Regions from separate parts of the Columba livia genome. Here region 1 is linked to region 2. Evidence: chromatin contacts called from public Hi-C data. All regions are on one chromosome and are shown on one strand. The core of a region is the stretch at or near the end of the contact, and the rest is flanking DNA. Distances in the headings are between cores, read along the strand shown. Region 1 has its middle 11 kb from the start of MAP4K4. Region 2 overlaps MAP4K4 (mitogen-activated protein kinase kinase kinase kinase 4).

Region 1 (2,940 bases), core at 32-2,531, 45 kb before region 2:
CAAGGGTGGTGGGGGCCCCTTTCAATCCAAATGGCTCTAGCAGAATCCAATGCTTAAAAGGACACTCCATCCACGTGCAAACAACTGTGGCAATAGTCTTGAGAAATGCGGCTCTGGGGCAAGAAGGACCACACACAATGCCATCTGCATAAATGTCAGAGCCTTCATTCCCTTGGACACCCTGTATCTGTGGACAAATCTTCTTCCACCTGGCCACCGCTTTCTCCTCTCATCACACTTAACCTCTCGTCTTGTTTTTTTTACCCTGTCTGCCAGCACCAGGGCAAATCTCCTTTTGCATGGAGAGCAGCTGCCCCTTTCTTACCACCCACCCACCACCCACAAGATCTTTTCCAGCCTAAATGATTCTATGATTCTACGTAGCTCTTTTTCCAGAAGCTGCTGAAGTCTTGTACCAGAATAGTGGTTCTCCTTATGAACTCCCTGCCTGCCCTCCCACACATACAGTTTCCCCATGAAGGGTCCTCCCTAGCATGCCTTTCTTGGCTTGCCTAAAGGCTGTGGCTCTTTAACTAGGAAACATGCTTCTGGCATTCCTGGAAAGCAAACTACAGTCATGCTGGCAGCTGCCCTCTACCCCGGCCCAGTGCAATAGCTCGAGATGATGCCAGCAGCCCCTGGGATGCGTTAAGAAGAGGGTCGCCAGCAGGTCCAGGGAGGTGATTATTCCCATCTGTTCAGCACTGGCAGACACATCAGGAGTGCTGGGTCCAGTTCTGGGCTCCTCAGTACAAAAGAGACAGGAACTTACTGCAGCAAGTCAGCAAATGGCCATGAACATGATGAAGGGACTGACATATGAGGAGAGGCTGAGAGAGCTGGGATTGTCCAGCTTGGAGAAGAGAAGTCTCAAGGGGATCTGATCCATGTGTATGAATACTCAGTGGGGTGACTAAAGACAATGAAGTCAAACTCTAAGTGGTGCCCAGTAAAAGAAAAAGAGGCACTTGGCATAAACGGAAATACAAGAAATACCATTTCAACATTACAAAACCCCATGTTTCTTTACTAAAAGGGTGACCACAAGTTGTGGAGTCTTCATCCTTGGAGATACTCAAAACCTGAGTGTGCAGTCCTGAGCAACCTGCATTAGCTGACCCTGCTCTGAGCAGGGGTCAGACTAGACAGTTCCCAGAGGTGCCACCCATTCTGTGATCCTGATTGCTGATCCTCCTGACAAGCCCCGCTACCCTAACTTGTATTTTCCCTCAACTATGTTGATGGAGTGGTGTTTGGCACTCCTGGGTGAAGGGACAAACTAGCTCTTTTGCAGCAGATACTCAGAGACACCCAAGAGGCTGACAAATGCACACCTGATATGGGAATAGATGAGGAAAAAAGGGGTTTTATAGGGTATCAAGTCCAGATGAGGCATGTGGGATTCATCCCATCTAACTTCGGACATTCACAGTGTAACCATTTGTGCCTGAGTTTTGTACCTACACTCCTTCTGAGTCAATACAAATAGGCATTTCTAGCAAGTGATTCATGTGACCTATTTCTCATGAGATGAATCATACCCAAGAAGTTCCCTTCTTTCTCTACTGACTACTATGAAGAGAGATGTAAAGAGGTCAAGTTTGGACTTCTACGCTGTAGACATCTTACAGCATTTAGGAAGACTCCCACCTCTGATACTTGTGTAGAAGTTTATCTACTGTTGCCTAGAGTAAATTTTTACACACCATAAAATGCAGTCAGATTTGATGAACATCTCTTAGCCTACAAATAAGACTAACAATCAGACAACTGAAAAGGACAGGAAAATCACAAAGCACTGCAGATTAAACATTTATACCAGCAAATTAGGAGCAGGTTGGAACTCTGCTTTATTATTCCAAATGTGAGTATTTCAGGGGTACAGCTCAATGGCACTTTGAATAATGGGACCTGATCTGCTACATTGGGTCAAAGCCAAGGGCCCCAAACCCAGCCCTGCAGATTCATTGTGTGGCTGGGCTCCTCAGCTCTGAGTCCAGGGGAGTCTAGGGAACTGGTTACTTGTTCATGCCTTTGGAATGAGCAGAGGAGAGCTGTGGAAAACTGCAGCCAGGACAAGACGGTTCACTACGGAAATATCTTAGATCCTCCTTTGCAGTTGTTAGTCCAGACTCCTTTGCATACATCCATCAACAGGATCTTACTGGGGCAGAAGATCTTCACTTCATCACGCTTTTGATTGATCTTTCCTACTCATAAACTGTCCTCAGCCTGCGATGACAAGCAGTAAGGAGGTAACGTACATCCTTGGCAGTGATAGGCCCTGTGCTGGAGTGGCAAATGCTTGACGGGCACTGCAAGATGACACAACCTGTCTTGTTTTGCCTTTTGAAATATGATGAGGCAACATAGCATAAAAACCCTTTTTGCACTGGCTGGCACACATCTGGGCAGCATCTGGATAGAAGAGTCTAATCTAACTTGGCAGAGGTGGTTTTGCTCTGCAGCATGATGCCTGCACATGCTGTAGGAAGCCAGACTGCACGAACACACTGTGGTGGTCTGGGTGCTGGGGTACAGTGTGGTCCTGGGTGCCTTAGTCTAAGAGTCTGATCTTGATGTTGCTGCAAGGGTTCTGTGAAAAGTATAGCTGCAGAGCTCATCGGTCCAGTCATCTTTGGGTAAGAGACTTAGCCCCCAGGATTTTTCAAGGGAAGCCACTACTTCTAGAGATCTGCAAGTATTTGGCGATGTTAGGAGCGTAGAAAAAGAAAGGATTGAGAAGGATTATATGAAGTCAACTACCAAGAAAACTGATATGCAAAGTGTGAATGAAAATAAAATACTTTGTGTTAAGTATCCCAAATTAGTCCCTGGTTTGAAAGAACTTGTGACCTCCAATTTCTCAGCATTTTGATAAAGACAATATTATTTTTCTCTAAAGTGCTCAGAGATTTCAGATAACATATATATGGGATT
Region 2 (2,780 bases), core at 158-2,657:
CTCATATGCACACACCAGGGAAAAAAAAAACCCAACAACACAAAAAACCCAAAACCAACAAAAAATGTCTTTAAATGTTCCCTTTTTCCTTTACACATCACTATTGTCTTGCTCGGGGCGATGACCCTATGCTGCAAGTCTTAGACAGGTGACTCAGAAGAAGACCTGGAGCAGAAGACAAAACACCTGTGTGGAGTTTCTGGTTACCAAACCAGCATCCTGGCTGCTTTTTGCCTGTGCCTCACCTACTGGGCCATCTGGCAGCTGGAGATGGAAACTGCGATGCTTGTGTGTGACTGTCCTGATAAAAGGCTCTGAACTTACCCCTGAAATGAATTGCATGCTGGACAAGCAGTGGAAAAGTTAACATAGTTTTTGTTTGCCAGAGTACCCCTCTTTGAACTTTGGTGAAGAAGCAATAGTGGAAAAAGGGGTTAGAGGCTCTCACAGAGGTAATATGAGGAAGGTTTTGCCACAGGATCAGCTAAAGGTGAAAAGGTCTGACCCACGGCTGGTTGAAACGACTGTTGGCTAAAACTGATGGCTAAAGGGTTGCTTTGCTATGTTTCTTAGTAACTCTTCCCAGTGCAACACTAGAAGAGATGACATTTTTTAGAGAGATGTTTTTGGTTGCTGCATCCTGGCCTAATCTGTAGTTAGAGGTACCCTGGAATGGTACACGATCAGTGTGTATGTGTGGGTGCAGTTGGGACATATAGGACATGTACACCCTGTGGACTGACCCACATAAAAAAAAATACCAAAAAATCCACAATGGAGAATTTTATGTCTTTGTGTTTTACGCCTCAGCCTGTTTATGCTTCTGCTTAAGCTAATATTGAACTTCTTCAGGAACCAAATTCTTTATGGTGGAAAGATTTTGCACAAGGGCAAGTGCTTGGTGTCTGTGTCTTTTTTTTTTTTTTTTTTTAGGGGCCATTAAAAACAAACAAAAAACCCCAACCAACCAACCAAAAAAGTCAGTGCTAGGGTAAGTTAATTGCAGCCATTAGGGTGGTGGTAGATTGCTCCGGTATTTCCAGACAGCTTAGTCTTGGTCCAGCTGTTGCACTTGAATTCTTTGCATTCTGGCAGCACTTGCAGTTTAGCTGTTGGGATCCCTGTGTGCAGCAATCCCCACGGCAGGAAGGCACACACGTGGGCTCTCCGCAGAAAACTTGATTGACACCTCCCCCCACGGAAATGTACAAACACGTGCATGTGCTTTTGATGGCTGTTTGCCTTGCAGAGGGTCGACTGCAAAACCCTTTCTGAAATTATGCTCCTTGAAAACCTCCTGAAGAATGGTGGGCTCTAGCCAGAAAGGTCATTTTACAGCGCTGCTGCTGTGAAAGAAATCGAAGTGTAGAAAAAATACAGCTTAAGTGCCTCAGATATTTATTTTGCCCTTTCATTACACAAGCCTGCCCTCCCTCCTTAGACTGTGAGGTCAAGGGTACATGTGTGGGGGGGTCTGCGATTTAGGTGGGAACCCTGCTGCACAGGCACTTGTGGGCCTCCTCTGAGCTCTGGCCCCCTTGTTGTTTTAACAATTAGTCCTTCACCTGTTCATAATTTAAAACACTAATAAATACACCCTTCTCTTCCCACAAATTCTCAGGAATCTCTGCAGTCTCCTGCTTGATTACATATCTCCAAGCTTGCACAAATAAGTCCTCCAGTGGTATCTAGCCAAATCAAACCTTGGAGGGATGTGTTTGACCTTGGCTTGTACAGTGACTGTACCTTACCCACTCCACTTGTCCTGAAGACAGAAAAGAATGTTGACATTCACAATGTGAAAATAAATATTTGAAGATAGGTTTTGGTCTGCTCAATTTGCTCTGTCAGCATAAACAAAATCCTTCTCTTGTTTGTGTTTTAAGAGTCTGTATTGTAGCCTACACAATACTTGCCTGTATAATCTGAAAGCCTTTTGTAGGAGGTATTTTAAATTGAAAATTAAAACCAGAAAACAAACCAGAAGTGAAACTCTTGCATTCCTTTTTCTGCTTATATTCTTTTCTTCTTCCCAAATCCCATTTGTGCTTTTTCCTTTTCTGTTTTTGCATATCCCCACAATGCATGGGATGTTTGCTGCCCGGCTTGGTAACTCAAACCCATTCCCCAGCCCTTGATTTCTTGGGAGGCCTTGAAAACAAGTTTGAGAATTTCTGTAGGCTGCTAAAGAAAAGTTGGAAAGCTTGCTTCGTGTTAGAGCTCCCATCTTCCTTCTTAGCTGTGGAAATAAAGGGAAGACTTGATTTGGTGACCTGGCCTGTTTGCCTGAATGCCTTCATTCTCACTGATGGGTGGAAAGACGTGCTTGTAGCTCTGTGTAATGGCAAACCATGGGAATCCTACTTCCTAGCCCAGATATCTACTTTTAATTCCACGTGTGCATCTGCTCCTCCAAACTGCAAGATGGGAAAAATCTTAGATTCAAGGAAATGCGGTTGGTAGCTTTGTTCTTGCACAATCCGAGATAATGGTTCAGCCTTCCTCTACTTTATTTCTCTGTATTGTTGAAGAAGCATAAGCCTTAGTCTTAGACTATTCCATTAGGACCACCTAAGAAACTAAGAAGTGACATTCTGAATTTGGACTGGGCCCGGTTTGTTTGCCTGGGATCAAATACGGAATTGCGTAAGGGGCTCTAGAGGAGTGACCTTTTGCAAGGAAAATGGTTCCTCAAAGGGTGGTGCTAATTTCCCCAAAGTTCATCTTTCAGCACATGAGGATGTCCATACCACTGAGGTGCAATGTCTCCCAGGTGTAGG

The links. A called contact is a pair of places that touch in the nucleus more often than the background predicts.
Region 1: a Hi-C map of crop shows a contact between it and region 2, with 2.0 times the contacts expected there. The contact joins two enhancer-like sites. A contact is called at or near these places in 2 of 2 Hi-C or Micro-C datasets (crop and liver).

What each region holds. Positions count from the first base shown.
Region 1 is chr1:68,414,817-68,417,756 of bColLiv1.pat.W.v2, reverse strand. No RefSeq gene overlaps it. Among named protein-coding and RNA genes, the nearest start is that of MAP4K4, 11 kb to the right of the region's middle. Within about 2 kb of position 1,281, at least 1 of the 3 cell types and tissues checked has an H3K27ac peak away from gene starts, as active enhancers do.
Region 2 is chr1:68,370,063-68,372,842 of bColLiv1.pat.W.v2, reverse strand. The region is part of intron 2 of MAP4K4 (mitogen-activated protein kinase kinase kinase kinase 4); the gene reads left to right. Among named protein-coding and RNA genes, the nearest start is that of MAP4K4, 34 kb to the left of the region's middle. Within about 2 kb of position 1,407, at least 2 of the 3 cell types and tissues checked have an H3K27ac peak away from gene starts, as active enhancers do.